Regions from separate parts of the Neogale vison genome. Here region 1 is linked to region 2. The links are chromatin contacts, called in public Hi-C maps. All regions are on one chromosome and are shown on one strand. Each heading gives the region's core, a stretch centred on a gene start, on an enhancer-like site or on the middle of the called end of the contact. The rest is flanking DNA. Distances are from core to core; before and after follow the strand shown.

What was found. Hi-C and Micro-C count contacts between places; a contact is called where the count stands out from the background.
Region 1: a contact with region 2 is called in a Hi-C map of muscle, with 5 times the contacts expected there. The contact joins the promoter of LOC122894700 here to the promoter of PARP2 in region 2. A contact is called at or near these places in 2 of 3 Hi-C or Micro-C datasets (fibroblasts and muscle).

The regions. Positions count from the first base shown.
Region 1 is chr13:96,470,491-96,473,641 of ASM_NN_V1, forward strand. LOC122894700 (ribonuclease K3-like) reads left to right here and starts at 1,834. Exons shown (of 3, transcript XM_044232439.1): 1 at 1,834-1,912. RNASE4 (ribonuclease 4) reads left to right here and starts at 1,830. Exons shown (of 2, transcript XM_044232442.1): 1 at 1,830-1,912. It overlaps TRNAP-UGG (a tRNA gene), which reads left to right and starts at 1,256; the gene lies at 1,256-1,327. LOC122893544 (a long non-coding RNA gene) reads right to left here and starts at 647. Exons shown (of 4, transcript XR_006381648.1): 1 at 1-647. It also overlaps TRNAY-GUA.
Region 2 is chr13:96,173,454-96,176,712 of ASM_NN_V1, forward strand. PARP2 (poly [ADP-ribose] polymerase 2) reads left to right here and starts at 1,929. Exons shown (of 16, transcript XM_044230856.1): 1 at 1,929-2,055; 2 at 3,067-3,213. The coding sequence starts at 2,013.

The DNA.
Region 1 (3,151 bases), core at 584-3,083, 300 kb after region 2:
AGCGGAGGACTGTAGTGCGCTTTCTGTGTGGACATCCTTAGGTCGCTGGTTCGACTCCGGCTCGAAGGAGGAGCTACGGTTTTGGGGTTTGCAGTCGACTGACTACTCGGGGAGCTGGTGCTCTCTTGTTTCCTCTAGGGCATTTTGTCTTCTGGAATCGACTTCTCCAGACCTTATTCCTGTCCCTAAGAGAAAGTTTTTCTCCAAGCATATGAACAAATGGATCCCGTTGGGCAGTGTCTTAGTGAGGTGGCGAGTGTGAGCCAACTCTGTCAGCCAGCTGGAAGAATTCTGAGTTAACGTCCCCTCACATGTTTCTTTTGGCTTCTAGTTGATCCACTCATTGATACAGACCATTATATATAAACGCTGTGTGCGCTGTCTGCGTGGTGCGCCCGGAGCGACTCCACCTTGAGGAAGAAACCGCTTCGACTGGGATCCCCCGACCCGAGCGTCCGCCCCCTTCCATACACACAGCCATTCAGGGGGAGGTCCTTACACGGCAGCTTTAGTTTATCTTTTTATACATTTCTGTAGTTCTACAAAAAAGATTTTGGGCCAGAACAGGAAGGGCCAACAGGATCTGACGCGAATTTGGCTGAGACGAAGAATTCCAGACCGAGGGAACAAGTGAAACAAAGGTGGGAGATGGAACCCTTGATTCTCCTTCAGGGCCTGGACCATCCGAACACACGCCAGGCTGGCGCACCTCCCACCGACTCGGGCTCCTGGGATTTTGATGCCCACCATTTCTCGCCTAGGATGTTACGCTCGCTCGACGTGGTAGCAGACTGACACGCTTCCCGCGCGTCCAGCCTGGGGCTCAGGACCCTCCAGGCTCGCAAGCGAGCTCTGCTCGGGTCCTCGGACTCCCGCCGGACTCCCGCCGGGCTCCCGCCGCGCTCCCGCCCGCGCTCCCGCCCGCGCTCCCGCCCGCGCTCCCGCCGCGCTCGAGCTCGCGCCCAGAGCCTTCCGGCAGTGCTCGGTGGAGCTCACCCACGCGGCGCGAGGTCTGGAAACTGACCGTCCTCACCCCATCCGGCCCCTGGAGGGGTCCAGGATGTGGATCGGGGAAAATAAGCGAGGTTAGGGCCGAGCCAGGCTTCAAAGGAGTGAGACTTCATGAAAATGAGAGACAACGAAGCAAGGCCAAAAGTAAATGTCACAATGCAGGACGAAGCTCGGAAACAGCCTGGCGGCCAACTGCACACTAGAAAGTACTGTTCAGAGGAAATAAAGGCGCTTTTGTCGCGTCGGCTCGTTGGTCTAGGGGTATGATTCTCGCTTTGGGTGCGAGAGGTCCCGGGTTCAAATCCCGGACGAGCCCTAGCTTTTGGTTTTTTTTCTCCTGCCCTCGAAACTATGCAAAAGTTCAGATCTCTCCAAACTTTCTCGCTTTCCGACTGTTCTGCACAAGAGGTGCGCTGAACCAACGAATGCCAGAGAGGGCTGACGAGCTGTGCAGGGAGAAACCGCCTGGTCTCCTGGGCTGACCGCCAGCTGACACCTCGGAGGGACCGCCTCGCTCCCAGGAGCAGGGGTTGGTGTCCAGGCCCGTTGTCCCCGGAGGTGCGTGGGGCTCGGGTCTGCAGGCCCTCTTCTTTCCCAGGCAGGGCCCGCCCGCCGCGCCCACTGCAGAGGCGGGTCTAGGCGGGAGGGGCGTCCCGGGAGAAACAGGGCGCGGTCCCAACTGCACCGAGGCTCCCGCGCCGCCTTTCTCTCCCTGCTGTGTGCCCCGTCCGTTCGTGTACACACACGTATGCCGACCCCACCCAGGATCCAAAGCAAGATTTAAAAGGAAGTCTTTGCGTCTTCTACGAGCTCCCTATCATCCTACAGGCAGGGGAAGAAGCCGTGAGAAAAACTTCTTTCCACTGTCCTGCGCGTTTCTGCAGCCCCGTTCCAGGCCGAGGTGGGTTCACATCCTGCTCTCTCTCTCCTCCTCCTCAGTAGTTTTACCAAGAGTGTTTTGGCCCGAGGAGCCCCTTCTTAGCAGAGACAATGTGGGACTCCTCGGGGAGGCGTTTGCAGAACCGCGTTGGAGCCGCTCAGGAGTACGAAGGAATGTCCAAAGTCTTGTTCTTTTATGAGTTAGCGACTCTACATTTCTTCCCTGAGATTTACTTCTCGGGAAAGTCTAGCGCCTAGAATGTAGGGTCAGAAGAGCGCGCAGAATTGGCGAAGGGGGTGGAGGCCCGGGAAGGCCTGCACGTGCCCAAACCTAAGGATTCTTGACTTGGTACCCAGGTGGATCGCCAGATTTAGGCCTTGTCCAGTTTTTGCCAGCATAACTGCCTTGTGGGGCTTGCCTTTTTGTTTTCTGGTGACTCACTTCTCTCTCCCCACCCGCAGCCAACGTTGCAAAATTCCAGGATTCACTGCCAACAGGCTCTTCTTTAAGCTTTCTTACTGAAGTGTTGGGATCCTCAGTCTTTTTACTCTGAGATAGCGTGTCATATGGTAATACATGGGCAAAAGAGAACATCTTTATTCAAGAAGGACAGTAAAAACAATTTCAGCATCATTCTGGGGACTAGGGAAATCTCAAATGAGGCAAGACCCTCCCTCTGTGTCCCTAACCTTATAATCAAGTCATAAATGTAATCACTAGAAACTCAAGTGGTATTATTATCTGAACAGCACTGGCCAACTTCCCAGAAGCAGTCTCAGGTATTCAAAGAACTACCAACAACACAGTTACTAACTGTGCAGAAGGATAATTTTGTTACACGCACTTTATTTTAAGCAACTCTTTTTACAGATAAAATATTATTGAAATTCATGGAATATTCTGTAGGTTTTCCTCAAACAGCAGCTTTCGGTGGCATCTTTAAAATTAGCTTTATTTTTCTAGAAATTGCTAGTGTGGACTATGAAACCTATGTGGTGCATTGGAAAGCTTCTAGTCCCTGGAACACCAGATGTGCCTGGTGCAGTATATGTTTTCTTTCTCTGTACCTCAGTATCCTCATCTGTTCTATGAGGCCTTGATAGATAGTCCTCCAGGTCTCCCTCTTTCTTATTCTATGACTTCTTGGGGTGGCAGGGTGGTAGTAAGATGGTACTTATAGAAAAGAAGGTACTCTATTAATGTGGACAAGAGCTACGTAGTTTGGCAGAACAGATGGGGAAACCATTCCAGGAAAAGAAG
Region 2 (3,259 bases), core at 679-3,178:
AAATGTTATGTTTTAACCCCTCAGGAGTTCAAAATGTGACTGTATTTGGAGGTAGGGCTTTTAAAGAAGTAATTAAGGCAAAGCAGGTGATTTGAGTAGGCCCTCATCCAATATCACCTGTCCTTATAACCAGACTGGGACGTAGACAAACACAGAAGGAAGACAATGCATGGAAGACAGGTAAGAAGACGGCCATTTGCAATCCAAGGAGACAAGCCTTAGAAGAAACCAAGGTTCTTCTAAGACCACCCAGGTTCTAAAACTACCCAGGTCCAATAGGTTAAGGGTCTGACTTCAGCTCAGGTCATGATCCCAGGGTCCTGGAATGGAGCCCATATCAGACCAGAAGCCCCACTCTCAGCAAGGAGTCTGCATCTCCTTCTCCCTCTGTGGCTCCCCCTGCTCACACTGGCTTTCTCTCCTCTCTCAAGTAAGTAAATACATAAGTAAATCTTTCTTTAATTAAAAATTAAAAAGAAGAAGAATCCTACATTGTAGACATCCTTGTCTTGGATTTCTAGCTTCCAGAGTTGAGAAAATAAATTTCTGTTGTTTGAGCCACCCGGTCTATGACAGTTATGGCAGCCCTAGTAAACTAATATACTATGTGAGCTTGAATAAATTACTTGAATTTTTCGAAAGCTCAGCTTCCTTAGCCATAAAATGGGAACAATAATAATACTTATCCTATGGGGTTGTTGTGAGAATTAAATCATGTTTGCAACGCTCATAGCATAGTAATCAGCAAATAAATTCTAGGTATTATCAATTTGAGATTAAATGACATACATGTTAAAGCACTTAACTCTGCCTAGTACCCAAAGCTCTGATAATTATTTTTAAAAAATGTTCCATTTTTGTCACATTTTCCTATCTCCAAATTAACATCTTTTAGACCAGTCTAGCTTATTTGTGTCATAATTAAATTAGATGCAACAAATGTTGACTTACCAAGGAAAGAAATTAACCAATTCAATCCAGCAAACATTTGCTGAGCACCTATATTTTGTCAGATTTATTTCCAAGTATCTGATAGACTTTGATATTATAGTAAATGTTATTATTTCTTAAAAATTTTATTTCTATTTGAAGCTCTTGTAAAGATGCAATTTATTCTTACGTGTTCTTTTCTATCAGCCTTGTTAAACTTCTGTAATGAGTTAAAAATTTTTATTTTGTAGTTTCTTATTCACAACCAAACCACATACAAACAATAAGAATTTTGGTTTTTATATTTTGATGAACAAAGCTCTTTAATTCCAGGAAATCAAGTGTATCAATCTTTTCTCTTATAACCAGTGACTTTTGTCTTAAGAAACCCTCCTTCCTTACCTCAAGGTCCAAATGGAGACTTGTTAAGCTTGTTCAGTGCTTGGCCCCACTCCTGACCCAAAGTCATCACATTTTCCCCGCTCCTTCCTCATACTCTGCTTTTCTTCAAAAAGAGGCGGGGGAGAGTAGTCTGAATTAGGTTATGAGGCCCCCAGCCAGGGTACCTCACCTCAGCCATTGAACTCACTTTGCTGGCCGTGAGTCTGTTCCAAGCTCCGGCTAAGGAGGCATCCGCCAGGCCCTTCCGCAGGGGGTTGGGTCCATGGCATCTCCTGCCCAGTCTGCCCTCGCGCGGAGCCCCGTTCTCTGGGAACTCACCTCCCCGAAATCAGGGAGGACCCTGTTAGGGCCGCTCTATGGCCCTAGTCTCAGACCTTCCCAGGGGACATGGGATAGAGTGACACAAGGCACTCAGCTCGTGGCCCCACCGATGAGCTTCCCTCCGCCCTATGGGAAAGGGTGGCCCCAGCGAGCATTTATAAGGCTCCCGCATCTAAAGACATTTTACAGTTATGGTGACTTCCCACAACGCGTAGCAACATGCAAATATCGCGGGGAGTACCGCCCCTGTCCCTTGCACGCGTCTTCTCAGCACGCACGCACGCGCGCTGTGTTCCCGCCCTGTGACTCCAGGCGGGTATTGCCCGGGGCGGGTTTGCCGACAGGAACGTTCAGGCTCCATGGCTGCCAGACGGCGGGGGACGCGCAGCAACGGGGTCGGAGGTTCGGTGCACATTGTAGGGGGCGAATACTGGGGGGCGGGGAGTCTGAAGAGGAGCGGGGCCCTCTGCTCTAGCCCCACCCCTTCCGTCGCCCCCTGACCGTCCTTGGCTATCAAGCTAGTTTAGGTGCTGAACTTTTTAAACTTCAGTTTTCAGAGCTTTTCGGATTACAGAATTGTGTATAAGAGCTTGTGGACCTTTAGTAACTAACACAGTGCCAGCACTATTTTAAATACTTAATGTCATCTAATTGAAAATATTTATTAATAATATTTATTTATTAATAATATTTATTAAGATGCATCATTATTTTATGTATCACTAAGAAAGGAAAAAAATGCTTCCAGTTAAAACGTGATTCATTGTTTATATGTCATCCATTGTAAGATGCAGCCGAGTTTCAAAGATAGTAAAATTCAGGTCTTAGAATTGAGGAGTATTACACTCTCTCTGTGTTATGTTCTTATGTGCATCCATCCTACAATTGTGTAGGTCCATCCTACAAATTAGGTGCTATTGTTGTCCTCCTCTGGATTTTACAGTCGGGGCAACTCAGGTGCAAAGAGATGAAGTAAATTCTATAAGTTTCCACAGCTGGAAGAGACCCAGCTAGGCTCTAAACTAGAGACAGATTCCAGAGCACTCTGTTAACCATTATCTCATACCACGTTGGGTAGTTTGAAGATAGGTATTGGGAAAGTTTGGGGATGCAAGTAAAGAGAGATAAACAGTCTATATGACACTCATGCCTCAGGCTATGAGCTCACAAGAGCCCTGGGGCTCCATCTTATTTTATTTTATTTTAATTTGGCTAGAATAGCAATTTAGGTTGTGATTTCTCCGACTATTGCCAAGAACAGTGGTATGGCAGTTACTATTTCTTTGTAAATTTACAAAACCATCTTAAGCCTTTTCTTTAAAAAGATGATGTTTTTTTAAAGTAGGATTGTGTTCAGTGGATACTCATTCTTTCTTTTGGTTCTTTGCCTATTCTTTATGCACATGGCATTAGATGAAGCTGGACGAGTTCATAATGGCAACACAGCTATAGAAGACCCTCTGCCTGCAAAGAAAACTCGAAGATGCCAGAGGCAGGGGGTGAAAAAGGAGCCTGTGAATGGAGGAGAGGCCAATAATAACAAAACAGAAGACAAGCAAGGTCAGCTTCAAGTGGTAGGCCAGAGAGGACATGGACCAGCAGGATT